Linked DNA regions of Pan troglodytes: region 2 is linked to region 1. Evidence: chromatin contacts called from public Hi-C data. All regions are on one chromosome and are shown on one strand. The core of a region is the stretch at or near the end of the contact, and the rest is flanking DNA. Distances in the headings are between cores, read along the strand shown. Region 1 overlaps MYO18A (myosin XVIIIA). Region 2 overlaps SEZ6 (seizure related 6 homolog).

Region 1 (3,393 bases), core at 711-3,210:
CCCCTCTCCCCGTGGTGGAGCCCTCCCCATCTGAGCTGCTGCTGGGGGTGCCACTGTGGGCTGAGGGAGGGTCCAGCAGCTATGCCCAGACACCAGCTACTCTGTGGTGCTGGGGCTCTGCCCCTCAGCACTCAGGCAGTCTGGCCAGGAAGGTGGCACTTTCTTCTGCCCTGGTGCCCTGGGGAGCCACAGCCCACGGGGGTCCCAGTCAGGCAGGAAAGCATATCTCCTTTCTCAGCAGCTGAGGCTCGGGCCCCAGCTGGTGACTGGCTGAGCCTCCAGTATGTCTGCTAGGAGCCCTGGTGACCAGTCCCAGCTGGTGAGGGCCTAGACCCCAAGGACATAGTCATTCCCTCCCATTGTCCCCAAGTAGAGGACTGGTGCAACCTAACAGAACAGGGCCAGGAGCCAGCCTCCCGCTCCCAGGGGAAACAGTGCTAAGCTGTCAAATGCCCTCTGGGGGACTGTCATGGATATGAACCCTCGCCCCTCAACTTTGGGGGCAGGCTTTGTCACCCTTTGTGCTAGTGTCCTGGGCACCTTGGCACTCGGTGGGGGACTGGCTGGCCTAGCAAACTCTTGGCATTTGGCGATTGTCCGCCATTAGGGAAATTGCATAAGGTGCTTTATTGGAGAACTGGCATTTTTGCGAGGCTGCCGACCTCCCTGCTCTGCTTTGATTCCTACCTCTCCCTCCCTCTTCTCTGCCATGAGGCCCTGCTTGGCTTGCACAAGTGGTGGGGCTGCGAAAGAGTGAGTATCCCCCCGGGGACAGATGTTTAAAGTGCCCAAGCACCGCATCTCCCCAGGGAAGTGAATTTTCTTTTCCTGACACCTGGGCTCCTATGGTGGCCTCACTCAGAACCGTTCTGAGGTTCCCGGGAGAGGGGGGATGTCAGCATGAGCAGCAGGAGTCAGACAGCATGTGGGAAGAGCTTGGCTCTCCTTTCTCTTCTGTGGTCTCTCCTGACTAATGGACCTTGGCATGGGGCGGCTGCACCCCTGGGGAAGGGGCCCTCGGTGCCAAGCCTGTCTTCCCATCTCATTGCTTCATTGCTCGTTCCTACTACTCGGTTCCTGCCACTAGAGTTGCCTTGGCCTTTGGCCACATTCTGCTTCCTTCTGGTAATCACGCCAACTCCCTTGGGCATCTGCCGGGAGGAGATGCAGGCAGCTGGGGTCAAAGAGAGGAAAAATGGCCCTTTTCTCACTTCTTTTTTCCTTCAGCCCCTGAAGGCCAGGCCAGAATAGGGTGTGGGGAAGGTTCCATCCTTCCTGCCCAAGAGAGATGCAGGAACTCCACAGAAAAGGCACCTTCAGGCCAGATGTGGCCACAGGCCTAGTTTGTTTGGCCTTCATGGGATATTTGAAATTGGAATTAGATATTTCTACCTTCTCTTGAAGAACCAGAGGGTTTATCAATGCTAGGCCAGTGTTCTTCCAGGAGAGCAGTTGGCTGCAGCTCAGTGGTGGTTTTTCCCTTTGGATAGGGATACCTGCTCTCTAGCTTGCCCCAGCCTCTACCCGTTTTGGCTGCCACGTCCGTTAAGTCACCTGTCTTCTTTTGGCCCTTGAGTGACCCTGCAGTGATCCCACCGGCAGCCATCTGAGCCCCCTCTGGGTTCTCTCCTTTCAGAGACCAGGATTAACCTCACAGCTGTCACTTACTGACAGCTTCCTTAGGGCCAACTCTTGTGCTCAGGGCCTTCCAGACTTTATCCCACTGCCAGGGAGTGAGAGCAATGTGGGGTTCATCCAAGTCCCTGGTGACCTCCGAGGGGACGAGGGTGGAGGAGTGCCTCGGGGCGCGGGCTCGGGCCAGCAGGAAGGCTGCAGTCTTTGGTGACTTTGGACTGGAGTGCTAAGCACCCTCTTTTGCTGTGGGCTTCCCTCTGCTCACTTTCTTGGCTCCCCTTTCCCCGGGCTGCCCGCTTCCTCCACAAGGTGTCAGCAGTGAGCGGCAGGAGCTGCGGCGTGTGCGTGTGTGCATGTGTGCACGTGTGTAGCATTCTGTAGGGTGTGTTTGGGCCCGGCACCACCCTGGCCCCTTTCCCACAGCTCCATATGACAAGGAAGGATTTCCTTCCTTCTCTGTAGGTCCGCTCGCTGGCCCGCACAGACGAGGCGAGGGGCCTGCTCTGGCTATTGGAAGAGGAGGCTCTGGTGCCAGGGGCCAGTGAGGACGCCCTCCTGGAGCGCCTTTTCTCCTATTATGGCCCCCAGGAAGGTGACAAAAAAGGTAGGTGGCATCCCTAGAGGGTAGCTCCTCTGCTTCCTCTTACATACAGGTGGGTCCAGGTGGCACTCCCTGGGAGGGGGCGGGGGTCACTTTGTGCCTGTACCCTGACAACCTAAATCTTGCTTCTCCCACCGTCAGGCCAAAGCCCCCTTCTGCACAGCAGCAAACCACACCACTTTCTCCTGGGCCACAGCCATGGCACCAACTGGGTAGAGTACAATGTGACTGGCTGGCTGAACTACACCAAGCAGAACCCAGCCACCCAGAATGCCCCCCGGCTCCTGCAGGACTCCCAGAAGTAAGACCACCACTCCCTCTGCCCCTGTCCTGTACCCAGGACTGTTTTGATTTTGGGGCTCCCTCCCCCTGGGGTTGTCTCAGAGGCCCCCTCACTAGCAAAGTAGATGGCCTTTATTCCTGAGAGGCAACAGCCCAGGGCACTTGGCCTTGAGGAGCTTGAGGGGCCTCTTGAAGTAGAGGTGGGAGGCAGACATGGTGGGAGAGCCTATGGTTTAAATGTGAAGAACACCCTCAAGTCAAAGAAGGCAGGAGTGGCCTTAGAAACCCCCAGCCCCATAGGCCCTGAGCGGCCTTAGAACCCCCAGCCCCACGGGCCCTGTCATCCGTTCTACTCTTCAGAAGATGGTTAGTGGGCACCTACCCTGCGACGGGGGCTTCTAGGTGCTTGGCAGATAATAGTGAACAAAACTGAACTCCCTGCCCTTGTGGAATTTACATTCTAATGGGAGAGACAGATAATGAACAATAAACATAATAAATAAATTATATCGTATGTTAGAAGATGTTGAACCCTAACCCCTCCTGTCACATTGGAAACTCTTCCACACCTTTGCCCTCCCTGGTTAGGGGAAGTAGATGAGTAGATTGCTCCCCTCTGTCCGATTCCTGTCCACCCCTTGGCTTCTGCCCACCTCTGGCTTTCTCTCCTTACTGTTTGAAAATTTCTCCACAGTTTGTTTCTCTGTAGGGTGTGGGGCATGCAGTTCAGGTAGCCAGGCCCCTGGACGTGGCTGAATGGGACTGTTTAGTGTTCTGGGGCCTTGGGGGAGGAGCGGCCTTTCCCACTCCATCGATGTGACTGCTTTTCCTCCCTTATCCTCCCACCTCTGGCAGAAAAATCATCAGCAACCTGT
Region 2 (3,212 bases), core at 289-2,788, 140 kb after region 1:
ACAGGTCCAGAATATCAGCCTCCGGGAAGGGGAGACAGTGACTGTGGAAGGCCTGGGGGGGCCTGACCCACTGCCCCTGGCCAACCAGTCTTTCCTGCTGCGGGGCCAAGTCATCCGCAGCCCCACCCACCAAGCGGCCCTGAGGTTCCAGAGCCTCCCGCCACCGGCTGGCCCTGGCACCTTCCATTTCCATTACCAAGGTAAGGCCTGGGTAGTTGAAGGTGGAACCAGCCCAGACTCGCTGCCCTCCTTGCTGGGGAGGGGGGTCTCTGTGCAATTACATCCTAGAGGGAAGGAGCAGAGAGGGGCTAGTGACACATAGCACAAATGTCCAGTGAAGCTCTGGACAATTGGAGGTAAGTATCGCGTATCTGAAACCTCCAGGATCTTCTCTCTTCCACCCACCACCCTGCAGAGAGCTGGTCTTGACTCAGGATCAGGTAGCCTCTAGGTGTGCCCGTTGTCCCTCATTCATTCATTCAGCAAACTTTTCCTAGCACCTGCTCTTTGCCAGGCTTGTGCTGGACACTGGCAATGTCAGGATGCACCAAGGTCCTTGTCCTCAAGGAGTTCTTTCTCAGGAGGAGGCAGACACTTAAACAGGCAATAACAATAGAAGCCCTCCCCAAATGCAAGAGGGTGAAGGTCAAAGGGATCTGACAATGACCATCTGCTTAGCTGCCAGACTGCCCTTCCTGAACTGCCTCACCCACCTTGACCTGGCCCATGCCCCAATCAGCTCAGAACACCTCTGGAAATAAGGGAGCAGCATGATGTAATGAAAAAAAATCACAGACTCAGGCAATGGGCAGATCTGTGTTTGAATCTCCTCATTGGCTGTTGACCTTGGACAAGTCATTTGATCTCTCTGACCCTTCTGCTGTAATATGAAACCAAAACACCTACCCCACAAAGTCATGGTTAGGATTAAGCAAAATGGTACATGTCAAGTGCTTAGCACATGCTTCATTAAGGAAACCAGTATTACATGACTGGCAGGATGGGAGAGGGAGGAAAAGGGGCTCAGGACTTTGCCGCTGTCTCAGCTGTGTCCCTCCTACCCATCCCCCTCTCTGAGCACAAAGTCAGCTCGATCCTTTGCATGGGTTAACTAGTTGAGACTAGGGAGAACTAATAGGGAAATAATTGGTGTGAACAATCAAGGGATTGTCTTGCATTGTCATGGACCACTTCCGCGGTCCTGCAGGGGACCACAGCCGGGCAGAAAAGCCAGCACTCTGGAGATGGGGCTGCTTGGAACCCCACCTAAGGAGCACTCACCCTACCCTCACCCCTCCACCCAAACTAAGGGAGCAGTCTGGGAGCCTGGAAGTGGATGGGGCTGTAGAGTGGCTTGGCAGAGGCAAGGGGCCAGCTGAGGCAAGGGTGAAACGTCTAGGCGGCCCAGCTAGCCTCCCTAATGGCTCATCAATCCTCCCTGGCAGCAGGCATAATTTCACGCCATGATAACCTTCTCTCTTGCTGCAAATTCCTTTGCACAAAACTCCGGACCTCCTCTCTGTCGGGCCAGACAAAGGTGGCTGAATGGCAGTGAGCTGGAGGCCCAGCAAGGGGGAGCAACCTCCAAGGAAGGGCTGGAAGAGCTGGCCTGGTCCTGCCTCCTTCTCAGCTCCCAGAAGCCCTCCCTCGTCAGCCCAGTTTTTGTCAATGATCAGCTCTTGCCTTAATGAGTGTAATTCCCCTAATTATAGGCTGTAATTAGCCCTGATCCCAGAGATGGGAACAGGAGGAGCGTGTGCTCACACGCAAATCTCCGTGGGCTAGAGAAAGAGGGTGCCAGAAGAGGGGGTGAGGGGCCTAGTACCCACACCTGTGCTGGAGCTGTCCAAGCTGATGTTGGAGGTCACAAGGATGAGCCCTCACAAGGGCCTTATCGCAAGACCAAGTTCCAACTCCCCTCCAACAGCCTCAGGCAGGGTGGGGAGGCAGACGGCCCTGACAGACATCCCCCTCCTCCATCCTCAGCATTCCTGGCACTGGACTTGGCTCCAGAAACAGACTCCAGTGAGAAAATAACTCAACAGATTGCAGTGGTTCAGGCTCCCCGGGAACGGTTGTCATGGCAACAGGAGGAAGCTCATCCTGGGAAGTGATACTTTAACTACTATGGAGTCTGGGGGCTTCATTGTCTGCCCCCAGCCTCCTACAGTTCCAGCCCAGTTCCACCCCATTCCAGCCCAGTTTCCTCATCTGTGAAACGAGGGCCCTCCCTTACTAGAGTGGTGATAAGAACTCAAAGGGGAAGATGTAAGGGGAAATGCTGGGCCGGAGCCTGGCTCATGGTCTAGACCCCACTAGGCGTCAGTTAACCTCTTAACCTCCTCCACTCTGGGCGTGGTGCCCCACACCCCTTTCTTCGTCCCATCCTGGCCTGGGATCTCTCCCCAGGTCACTGTGAGTGGCTGCCCTGGACAACCACCCAGAGCAGGCTTGTCTGTTACTCTCAGATTTCTCTGACCCCTGAACCCAAGTTTCTACTTCAAATGGGGAAGCAGGTGGGGTGGTGGTGGAAAGCAAGAAGGCTTCAGAGCCCAGGAGCTTCAAGTTCCTGGTCTAGTACTTCCTTGCTGTGTGATGAGGGCACAGGGTCTCTCTGAACCTGTTCTCATCTGAAAATGGGCTCATAGCTCCTACCTTGCCTGCCTTTCTCCCAAGCATATTGTAGACATCAAGAAAGAAGAGTGTGAAGGCATTTTAGAATCTGGAAAGTACATGCAGATGTGAGGTGCTATTATTAATCAAGATTACAAACAATAACAGCAGGCTGATGTCTTAGGCATTTGTTCAGGAACTGCACATATGTCTTCTCACTTAACCTCCACAACCTTGGATGTAATACTGAAAATGGGTGGATAAATGAGGCAACTGAGGCACAGAGAATTTAGGTAACTTGCCCACGGTGGCACAGCACGTAGGGAAGAAGCCTGCATTCAAACCCAGGCAGTCTGACCCACAGCCCACCTGCTAAGCACTGCCCTGTACTGCCTGCCAAGCACAACTAGCCACTTACCGACCATTCTCTCCAGAGCCCCGTGAGAGACAGAAGAGGAGGAATTCTCCTCCCACTTTCACAGACATAGTAACAGGACAGGTGAAAGTCATAAAACTCAAATTTCTGGACCCTGGTCTGCCCTGAGACAGCCTCTTTTTCTTTTTCTTCTTAATGGGGGGAAGAAAGAGGGCCCATTTTT

The links. Hi-C and Micro-C count contacts between places; a contact is called where the count stands out from the background.
Region 2: a contact with region 1 is called in a Hi-C map of stem cell-derived neural progenitor cells, with 6 times the contacts expected there. The contact joins two enhancer-like sites. A contact is called at or near these places in 5 of 7 Hi-C or Micro-C datasets (blood, induced pluripotent stem cells, a lymphoblastoid cell line and 1 more), 1 of 1 datasets of contacts at active chromatin or transcription factors (stem cell-derived excitatory neurons) and 1 of 1 other capture datasets (stem cell-derived neural stem cells).

Annotation. Positions count from the first base shown.
Region 1 is chr19:38,467,716-38,471,108 of NHGRI_mPanTro3-v2.0_pri, forward strand. It overlaps MYO18A (myosin XVIIIA), which reads left to right. Exons shown (of 48, transcript XM_063798795.1): 21 at 2,098-2,239; 22 at 2,378-2,537; 23 at 3,374-3,393. Among named protein-coding and RNA genes, the nearest start is that of PIPOX, 69 kb to the right of the region's middle. Within about 2 kb of position 1,961, at least 4 of the 24 cell types and tissues checked have an H3K27ac peak or open chromatin away from gene starts, as enhancers often do. A contact at or near this core is called in stem cell-derived neural progenitor cells, where this site is marked.
Region 2 is chr19:38,611,678-38,614,889 of NHGRI_mPanTro3-v2.0_pri, forward strand. SEZ6 (seizure related 6 homolog) reads left to right here. Exons shown (of 17, transcript XM_511368.6): 4 at 5-200. Among named protein-coding and RNA genes, the nearest start is that of PHF12, 17 kb to the right of the region's middle. Within about 2 kb of position 1,539, at least 9 of the 24 cell types and tissues checked have an H3K27ac peak or open chromatin away from gene starts, as enhancers often do. A contact at or near this core is called in stem cell-derived neural progenitor cells, where this site is marked.